Linked DNA regions of Mus musculus: region 1 is linked to region 2. Evidence: chromatin contacts called from public HiChIP or PLAC-seq data. All regions are on one chromosome and are shown on one strand. Each heading gives the region's core, a stretch centred on a gene start, on an enhancer-like site or on the middle of the called end of the contact. The rest is flanking DNA. Distances are from core to core; before and after follow the strand shown.

Region 1 (5,239 bases), core at 199-2,698, 180 kb after region 2:
TTATATTATATAGTGTTAGATAATAATTATATATAATACAATATTATAATTATATATAATATATGGAGAGTGTGGTATGTATATATGTGTATGATGTGGGGGATCAAATATATATGTATTTGATATATAGTATGTGAGATGTATACATACACATGTGTGTATATGTGTAACATATATACACATAAATGTGTCTATATATGTATATAACCTAGATCATAAATTTATGTGTATATACATACTAATACTATACACATATATGCATATGGTAGAAATTGCCTCCAGGGACTTTAACACATATATGTGGAACCTAAATCTTGTGTTTAGACTTGGTTACATCTCCCAGACAGCTCATTATGCAGATGCAAATATTCTCAAATCAAAATCTAAGATTTTGAAAATCTGAAATCTGAAAGGCTTCTGCTCCCATCCATGTGGACAAGTGACCATCAGACACATTATTATCATTTACTGTGAACAACTCATGTAGGACTTAAAGCACAGCATCAGCATCAAAGGTGAGAGAAGAGATCTTCCCACCAGCTCTGTGAGCATCCATTAGTAAAAAGCAAGCGTGAACAGACATGGGCCAGCTCTGGGCCACGCGCACACGTTCCTGTGGCTGGCCACGCACATGCTTTCCTGTGGCTTACCTTTGAGGAGCCTCTCAGGCTCTCTCTTTCCTTCCTGATCTACCCTCCACCCTTTCTTCACCAACTCCAGTGTGTGAAGATATTTGTTTGCATTTTTACTTCCGGAGCTATTTTGTGCAACAGAAGGCAGACTTGTCAATGAAAGGAAAGGCTGCGACGTGTGCTTATGCAAGATGCCCAAGATTTCAAAGTTTTCATGAGTCTAGCACAGAGATGTCCAAATGTTTTCTCTGGTGATATCTTCAGAGGCTAAACTGTGATTAATAGCCTGCAAAGAACCCTTTGAAGGAGGATTGGTGACATCAAAGTCGTAATCCGGGGTGGCAGGAGCTTTATAATGAGTGGGAAGCATTTTAACACATTTCAAAGGATTTACAACACAAATAAACAATAGATCCCAGACACCAGGCCTGCTACACACACCTTCCAGAAACATAACCTATAAGAACTTTCCATTTTCATTTATATGTAAATACGGTTTTTCACACTCCTTTCAAATGGTAAGCATCCTTGGAGCTTCACCCCGACAGCACCTTCACACTGATCACCCCTTCTGACCCTGTGCTTCTGGGAAACTGTGATTACCAATGTTTCCTGGGTGGGGTGCGATCCTTGAGAAGAGGCAGTGATCCAATTGAGATTCTATGCAGGAATCTGAAGTAGGGCTTAAAGGCTCCCACCCCATTCTCCTGCTTCCTGCCTAACTGAAGGATTTTCACCTTCAGTTACCTCATAAGAATTGTCCCAAATGCGTGGCCATTGGTTTCTGTAATTCCACAGACTTCAGTGCCCTCTGCTGCCCCATCAGGCTGTCCGAGTTTGCTGCAGGGCACTGGCAGCCCAGAGCCAGCCCATGCCAACGTGAAAACTGCACCTTCCTGTCTGTCGATCCTACCAAAGGCCTGTGCTGAACCTGTCTCTGGTGCGGCTTTGTTTGAGGGAGTCTTCTATCCAAGTTAATGGCGGATGCTCCCTGGAAGGAACCTTTTTGAAGGTTCTCTCAGTTCTTTCACTGAAAGTATCAGCAAAGATTGATGAGAGAGAGAGTTCTATACACCCCACTTCCACATCTCCCTACACCCCACTTCCACATCTCCCTACACCCCACTTCTACAGCTCCCTACACCCCACTTCCACAGCTCCCTACACCCCACTTCCACCGCTCCCTATACCCCACTTCCACAGCTCCCTACACCCCACTTCCACAGCTCCCTACAGCCCACTTCCACAGTTCCCTATGCCCCACTTCCACAGCTCCCTACACCCCGCTTCCACAGCTCCCTACACCCCACTTCCTCAGCTCCCTTGCTGCTTTCACCTGCCTGGCCTGATGTTGGATGATCCCTACCTAATCCTAATGGAGAGTCTCACTTGGAATGACCTAACAGATTCAAACTTGATTTCTCAACTAATCTGACCTTGGTTCCTTCCTCCAAAGCTTTGGCCTTCCTTCCTGGCCAGAATCATAGTTTGTGCTGACACTGTGTGGGGAGCCCCCGGGGCAGACCTGTGCCTCTGTGAGGATTGCAATGACTTCAAATCTACTCACTGAAAGTTTCTAAGTCGGTTGCTAATAAAACATAAGGAGATAAATTCAGTAGTTGCGTAAAACATATTATAATATTTCATATGTTAGAAGATACTTACAATATCTTTCTATAACCATCTAAATCTGTAACAAGGACTTGTAGATTTGATACATGGAGGAAATTTAAAATAGCCACAGAATTTGGATAGCAGGAGCCCAAGGAGCAGAGAATGTGAACTATTAGATTTTGTCCTTGGTGGATTTTTTTTCTTTCTCCCTGGCATTTATCTATGACTTTAGGTATTGATATTAATAAATAGGCAGAGTGGGTGCACAAGTTCCCTGCCCATTTAGGCATCGCTAAATCCCTCATGAAGGGAGAATCGATGGTTATTTGGGAAGAAGTCATCATTTTGTGGAGTAAAGGAACAGAAAAGAAATAAGAAACCAGCCTGCCTGTGCCACACCTGCTCAACTGAAAGAAATGTAGAGAACTGTAACTCCTGCAGCGAGCCCGGAGGTGGAGACAGAAGAACCATCTGGAATCTCCTAGGCCACGTGGCTTGCAGGCTGTAGCATGGCGGAGGTAGGAGAGCCTGCCTTACCACGAGGGGCCGGAGAGTACTGGTTCATAAAAGCCATGCTCTGACTTCCACACATTTACCACGGCGAACACAGTCAGGCACACATCCGTCACACGAGCACTAACAGTAATGAGTGGATGAACTGGAAAGGAGGACAGACACAGAAAACTCAGTTTTCTGACCATACAACTTTATCTTTATGATACCTGTGGGAAATTCAGAATCCTAAAAAAAACAGCTTTGCTGGTTTTATACTGCTTTAGGATAACTTTTTTTCTTCAAATTGACTTATGTTATATGCATGAATATTTTGTCTGCATGAATGCTTGCTTGTTCATCATGTGCACACCTAGTGCTTCCTCAGAGGTCAGAAGATGACATCAGATCCCCTCGAAGTGGAGCTATGCCTGGTGTGAGCCATCATTTAGGAGCTGGGAACCAAACCCAGGTAGATCCTCAAGAAGTGCATTTAACCACTGAACCGTCCTTCCAGCTCCTGTTTTGTCTTTTAGTTGTCTGACATCTTAAAGGATTTTTGCATAATTAATAACTCTAGACCATGTCCTTAAAGGAACCCAAGCCAAAGCTTTCTCTGATGTCCCAGTCAGCTTGAAATGGGAGATCTGTCATTTAATAATGTTCAAACTATTCTCACTTCTATAAACAGGATGCAATTAATTACTGAGCGGACAATTAAGGAGGAGGGAAGAAGGAGGAGGAGAGAAGAGGAGGAGGATGAGGAAGAGGAGGAGGAGGGGGAGGAGGAGGAGGAGGAGGAGGAGGAGGAGGAGGAGGAGGAGGAGGAGGAGGAGGAGGAAGCAGCTATAGAGAGCAAAAGCTAGCAGAAGTTACCTACCTGACAGGCATTGTAATTCAATGTTAACCTCAGGGGCTAAAGTTAGTCTATACACTCCAGGTCCTCTCAGTTCAAGGCAGATGTGCTGCCTTATATTAATATTAATCTCTAGGGATGCAGAAATGATTCCATTTCTTTTAGATATCTTTTAAAAATAACCACTAATTTTTATTTCTCTTCCTCTTCATTTATTTGAAAATGCTTTTCAGTGCCTGGTTGTACTGGCTAGTTTTGTGTCAACTTGACACAGCTGGAGTTACCACAGAGAAAGGAGCTTCAGTTGAGGAAGTGCCTCCATGAGATCCAACTGTAAGGCATTTCCTCAATTAGTGATCAAGGGGGAAAGGCCCCTTGTGGGTGGGACCATCCCTGGACTGGTAGCCTTGGGTTCTATAAGAGAGCAGGCTGAGCAAGCCAGGGGAAGCAAGCCAGTAAAGAACATTCCTCCATGGACTCTGCATCAGCTCCTGCTTTCTGACCTGCTTGAGTTCCAGTCCTGACTTCCTTGGTGATGAACAGCAATGTGGAAAGTGTAAGCTGAATAAACCCTTTCCTCCTCAACTTGTTTCTTGGTCATGATGTGTGTGCAGGAATAGAAACCCTGACTAAGACACAGGTATAAGACTTGTAAACTGGGGTTGGAGAAATAACTCAACACTTCAGAGCACCATCTGCTCTTCCAGAGAATCCAGGTTCAATTCCCAGCACCCACAAGGCAGCTCACAACTGTCTGTAACTCCAGTTCCAGGGGATCTGGCAACCTCATAGAGACATACATGCAGACAAAAACACCAATGCACATGTTGTCAAAGACAAAAAAAGTTCCTTAATGATGCCACATGGAAAACTACTCAGGCAACTAACTAACATGATGCCTCTGACTTCCCTTGTCTTCTAAGGTTCTTGGGGCAAGCACTAAATCCATTCACTTTCGTTCTATGCCCAGCATTCATCTATATATATGTGTGTGTGGGTCTCAGAGCAAACAATAAATGTGTGTGAGTGCACACATGAATGAATTGTGTGGCGCTGAATTTTACTTACAAGGCACTCCAAGTCCTCAGAACCCCAAGCTCCTCTCCCTTCCCTCCACATGTCTTGAGCTCTTTGCTGGTCTCTGGGCCTGCTTTTGTATTTCAGATCCTTTGCTTGGGCTGTGAGATGCTTGCGTGGCAGAGAGGCCGTGGTTAAACATGTGACATCCATAGTCAAACCACCTGGGGTTTGTCTCAGACCTGCCACTTAAGAAGAAGGCTTGAGCCAGTTGCATGCTTTTACTACCCGGATTTGATCATCTAGAGAGCTGGCTAGATGCTGGCTGTGCCTGGGGAAGCGAGTGGTCCTGTTCAGGTTATGGTTAACACGGTTGAAATGCAGCAGAGATGCAGGTGTTGTTGGCAGCCCCGAGATCGATGGGAGGAAGCCACGTGAGACCTCTGGGGCTCCGGTTGGTCAAGTGCTAGTTGAAGCTAAACATGGCCAAGTCATCATTTCTCCATCAGACATTTTGGGAGTTATGAAAAGGCTATCAATTAAGGGTTCCAGCTAAGAAGAGTTTTATGGAAGATCCATTTTTTTCTATTGCCTTGGGGTCATTAATGTTGAGCTGGACAATTAATTA
Region 2 (4,710 bases), core at 786-3,285:
TTAGTGCTGCCAGATCTCAGCGTTTTATAAAATGTTTTAGACAAATGTGTTGTGGGCTGAGGCAAAGCAGAACTCCAACCTGGGATCTCAGGGGGACTCAAGGCTGCTTCTTCCCCTTAAAGCTCATTCATTTGCCTCCTGGGGTGAAGGCGCTGTGGTTGGTTGTAGTCTTCACTTCCAAAGAGCCTTTGTCACGTGGGTGATGCCCTGGTCTCCCATCCCAGGACCAAGCCAGGCTTTCTATGTCATCTGTAAGAGTGACTTCATCAACCTTCAGACTCCGGAGGACTTAGGAATACAACAAGGTAGATGTAAATAGAAGAGGAAGAACCAAATACATGTCTGTGTACTTTTACTTTCTTCCTGCGAGATTCACTCTCTCTCCTCTCTGTATAACACCCACCGTGAGCTATGTTTTCTGAAAGCAGGGTAACTATGGAGTTTCTTTAAAACATTTCTGGGGGCAGGAGCTGAGGACCGAACCTCAGGTCTAGTGCATGACACAGCAGCTTACATTCCTAGTTTGGATTCCAGAAGAGCAAGTAACTCAGCCACTGTGCAACCGGAGAGGTGCGGCTGAGCAGTTCTGAGGGCTCTCCTTACCTCTCAGGGCCCAATTTCTGCGAAATAAGGACTGCGGCTTCTGCCTCTGTTTTTGTTTCTGGACTCTAAGGACACACTAGAGACGCTTTTTTTTTTTTTTTTTTCTTTCCTATGTTGCTTTCAGGAAGATTTTTTTTTTCTACTCAGTCTTTTTATAAAGACCAGTTTACACACACACACACACACACACACACACACACACACAAATGTACAATTAAATTTACTATTTTAACCATTTTAGTTTTTATTTCTCATTTTGTAAAATGGAAAGCTGTCTTCTCATTAAATATCTCTCCATCCCTTTCTGTCCCCAGCCCATGCCACCTACCGTTCTACTCTCTGGCCCTGTGGATTTAACACTTCATATCCACTGGGTGAGAAGAGGCATATGTACTTGTCCTTTTGTGCTGTCTCATTGCTCTTACTACAATGTCCTCAGGCTTCACCCTGTTGTAGAGGGAGGAGCAGTTGCCTCCCCTTTAAAGACCAGAGTAATGACCCTCAAACAAGAGAAGTAAGAGAAAGAAAAGAAACCCTCCTCGATCATAAATTTAAAGGGAGAAACAGGCCTTGAAGTCCAACCTAGTTTTAAATATGGACGTTGAGAGTCAGAGGAGGTAAGAGGGCCATGGCAGGCTACCTCAAAGCTTAGCAGGGCTCTCTGGGGCACACAGACTCTGTGTAAGGAGGGAGAGGGTGGGGTCTGCTGAGCATGATCCTGGACATAGAGGTTTAAAGAGCACTGGACAGAAGGAAAAATAGCCTGAGTAGTCCTGCATACACCTTGAGTGTAGGGACTGGGAAAGGGGCAGGCATGGGGTGCCTAACACTGAGAAGGAGCCTGGCATACAGACATGGGGGAGGACCTGCCATGGAAACTCAAGGATATGGAATGCCCAGGCTCAGAAAAGTGCTAGTAAACAAGACACGCAGCACCTCTGCCCCCCCCCCCCCCCGCGCGCGCGCTTCCCAGAAGCTCTGTGGGTGGCCCCAGGACAGAGAGGCGGCTCCCCTCTCACTAGTTTCTCAGGGAAATGGGAAACCTTCAGTCCTTCAGTAGCGATTTTCTTCCTTTTGGGGTTTTGGAGACCCAGATAAACCCCGAGCCAGCCGCCATGCATAAGCTGTTGATTATAGACCTGCTTTTAATCGGCGGCAATTAACAAGCCGCTTGAAACGTTGCTATGCACTGGGGGACAAGGTGTTAACACGTTTGGCACCCATCTGGAGGAAACCAGCCAGAATAGTTTGTCACAGGGTCAATCAGCATCGGTCAGCTGGGACGCAGGCATCCCCTGTTAAGGGGCTGTAGTTAAGGATGAAATCGCAAATCATGAAATAGGCCCTGGAAACTGGGCCCTTAGGTACTCATGGTCCTGGAGTATACCAGTGAGCGAAGGACTCAGAATTCTCGAGGCAACAGCAAGCTGTCCAAGCCAGTAAGCAATTCAAGACTGCGTGTTGCCCTGCTGGCTACTTCTGGCTTACATCAGCTCTCCCATGACTACGTGTCTGCTGTCCCGGCCCATCTCTCCAATCTTAGAGCTGTACAGTATGTGACATGTTGAAACTTTCCACTTCATTTAATGACTCTGAGCATCAAGCTGTTGGTGTGTCACTTGTTTCTTTTTATTGTTGTATAATATTCCACTGTGTGTACCCATCCTGGTTTATTTATTTACTCCTCAAAGGACATTTTGGTTGTAAAAGTTTGAGGTGATTTCAAATAATTTCGCTGTAAATATGGCGTACAAGTGTGTAACTACTTGATTCTCACTTCATTTTCGTGCAATGTCTTCTAGAATCCCAGTGAGAATCTTTGGTCTATGGGCTGGAAAGATGATTTGGTGGTTGAGTAAACTTTTTGTCCTTGCAGAGACCACGGTGGCTCACAACCACCCATCATTTTGGTTCTTTTCAGGCTCCAAGCATGTGGTGTAGAGACATACACGCAGGCAAACACTTATATGCATAAAATAAATAATAAGTAAAAAAGAAACATTTAACTTGAGAGAAAATGAAGAAAAGATAGGTCGTTTCTGAAAATCCCGACTATTTATGCACCCTCTGTGTGACTGGGCTCTGGGTAGGGGCTTGGAGTTGAAGTCTTGCCTTTGCCACTTGATCTCAAAGCCTCCCCATGCTGCAGGCAGCTCAATAACACCAGCCCTGACATTATTGTGAGCATGCAGTATAGATGTGCAGGTGTCAGCTTGAAGGTATAGCTTCCATGCTGGTGAGATGGCTCAGCAGGTAAAGGCACTTGCTGCCAAGCCTGAGACCAGAGTTTGCTCACTGGGATCACATGGTAGAAGGCAAGAACCAGCTCCTACAAGCTGTCCACTGATTTACACACACACACACACACACACACACACACACACACACACACACACACACACCCTACCACACACAAAATAAGTAAATGTAATTTAAAGAACAACCCTGTAGCTCTATAAAGTAGCACTGGCTATTACACTGCAAATCCAATATCATTCCTTCAGTCTAGTCAACTCCTGACTCCTCGGTGACCATTACAATGGACACTGGTCCGAGTGGAGGCTCATGACATTAATCTCAGCACTCAGGAGCAAGAGACAAGGGAGGTGGATCTCTGAGTTCAAGACCAGCCTAGTCTACAAAGCAAATTGTAGGACACCCAGGGATTTACAGAGAAACCTTGCCTTGGGGGAGGGGGGGGGAAGGACACTTTGGATCTTGCATGTCAGCCTTAATGAACTCCACAGTGATGCCCTGCTGTGGACTCTGTATGGGCTAAGGTCTGAGGTTGGGTAGCACTGCTTTCTGAGTACCTTCCCCTGGAAGTACTTGCCCTCCAGTGTGCTGTGAATCTCTCTAGCCTGCCCTTTCCTAGTCCACTTTCTGAGCATTAGAATGCCTCTCAGCCCATGTCTGTTTTGGAGTGTGGCCTTCTCAGAGGCAGGGACTGTGGGTCTTGTTTACCACGTATCTCTGGTACCTCACCTCTTGTTTGTCATTAGGGCTTCATTAAATGCATACGAGTCAAGATCCTGCTCATGGATATTAGCAAAGGGTTTACCACCCAGTTAGTTCCCCTAGAAGATCTAGGTCTGCTGTATGCAAGGTGATCTCTATTAAGGACGCCTCTGCCCAAGGGAGAACCCTGCATCAGACACTGATGACAGTTTCAAGGCCACCAGCTTCACTGGGGTGAACACTAGGAGGGAAACACAGCAGGCAGACCAAGGTAGCATGAGCTTCCAGCTGTAAGAGAGGAACTAGTCAGGACTTAAAGTTAGAAAAGACTAGTAAGTACTAGCTGCAAGTGATGTCTAAGTCCTAGCTGCAAGTGATGCAGATAGCCCACTAGCCCTGGGAATTGTTTATGATAAGATGTGGGAAACTATACCTGTGTTAGTTGCTGTCCTGCTACTGTAACACAACACCTGACACAAACAACTGATATGAGGTTAGGTTTATATTGGCTCACAGTTGAGGAAATAAAGTCTATATTATACCAGGACAGGCAAGGTGACTGGGAGCTCTAGCAGAGGGAGCTTGTAGTAGCTGCTTGCTGCATGGTGCCCACTGTACAGAGAGAGCTCAGCTGTAATCAGGGCGGGGCTTTATAACCTGGGACCAACTTTCTCCTCAAGGTTCTGCAATTACTCAAAGTATCACCATCAGCCAGGCACCAAGTCAAAGGCATGAGCTTGTTCAGGAATTCAGGCATAGATTCTGGCTCCAGATTGAGTCCCAGGTCTTCCACTTACTACTTGCTCTGTCTGTGACTGTTCACACCGTATACCTGTCTATGACTGTTCACACTGTACCTGTCTGTGATTGTTCACGCCGTCATACCCAGCTGTGACTGTTCACACCGTACCTGTCTGTGACTGTTCACACTGTACCTGTCTGTGCTTCTTTTCCTCATCCATAAAATGATGGGAACAGTGGTATTTACTCCTTGGGTAAAGAGAATTAAAATAGTTAATAAATACAAGGGGATTAGAATCGTGAACATAACGAGATCGTCCAGTGTTTAAGCATGGAGACACACAAATATGAGAGGGTTCTGCAAGATTCTGATGACAGGAAAGCACAGCTCTGCTGCATAATTGCTTC

The links. HiChIP or PLAC-seq counts read pairs in DNA pulled down with a chosen protein or histone mark.
Region 1: a contact with region 2 is called in an H3K27ac HiChIP or PLAC-seq map of embryonic stem cells, with 2.1 times the contacts expected there. The contact joins two enhancer-like sites. A contact is called at or near these places in 7 of 39 promoter capture datasets (the HPC-7 cell line, cranial neural crest, embryonic stem cells and 4 more), 3 of 484 Hi-C or Micro-C datasets (all in embryonic stem cells), 5 of 115 datasets of contacts at active chromatin or transcription factors (embryonic basal ganglia and embryonic stem cells) and 1 of 9 other capture datasets (embryonic stem cells).

Annotation. Positions count from the first base shown.
Region 1 is chr2:70,274,835-70,280,073 of GRCm38.p6, reverse strand. All of the region lies in intron 23 of Myo3b (myosin IIIB), which reads right to left. Among named protein-coding and RNA genes, the nearest start is that of Sp5, 200 kb to the left of the region's middle. Within about 2 kb of position 1,448, at least 7 of the 459 cell types and tissues checked have an H3K27ac peak or open chromatin away from gene starts, as enhancers often do. A contact at or near this core is called in embryonic stem cells, where this site is marked.
Region 2 is chr2:70,453,511-70,458,220 of GRCm38.p6, reverse strand. No RefSeq gene overlaps it. Among named protein-coding and RNA genes, the nearest start is that of Sp5, 19 kb to the left of the region's middle. Within about 2 kb of position 2,035, at least 20 of the 459 cell types and tissues checked have an H3K27ac peak or open chromatin away from gene starts, as enhancers often do. A contact at or near this core is called in embryonic stem cells, where this site is marked.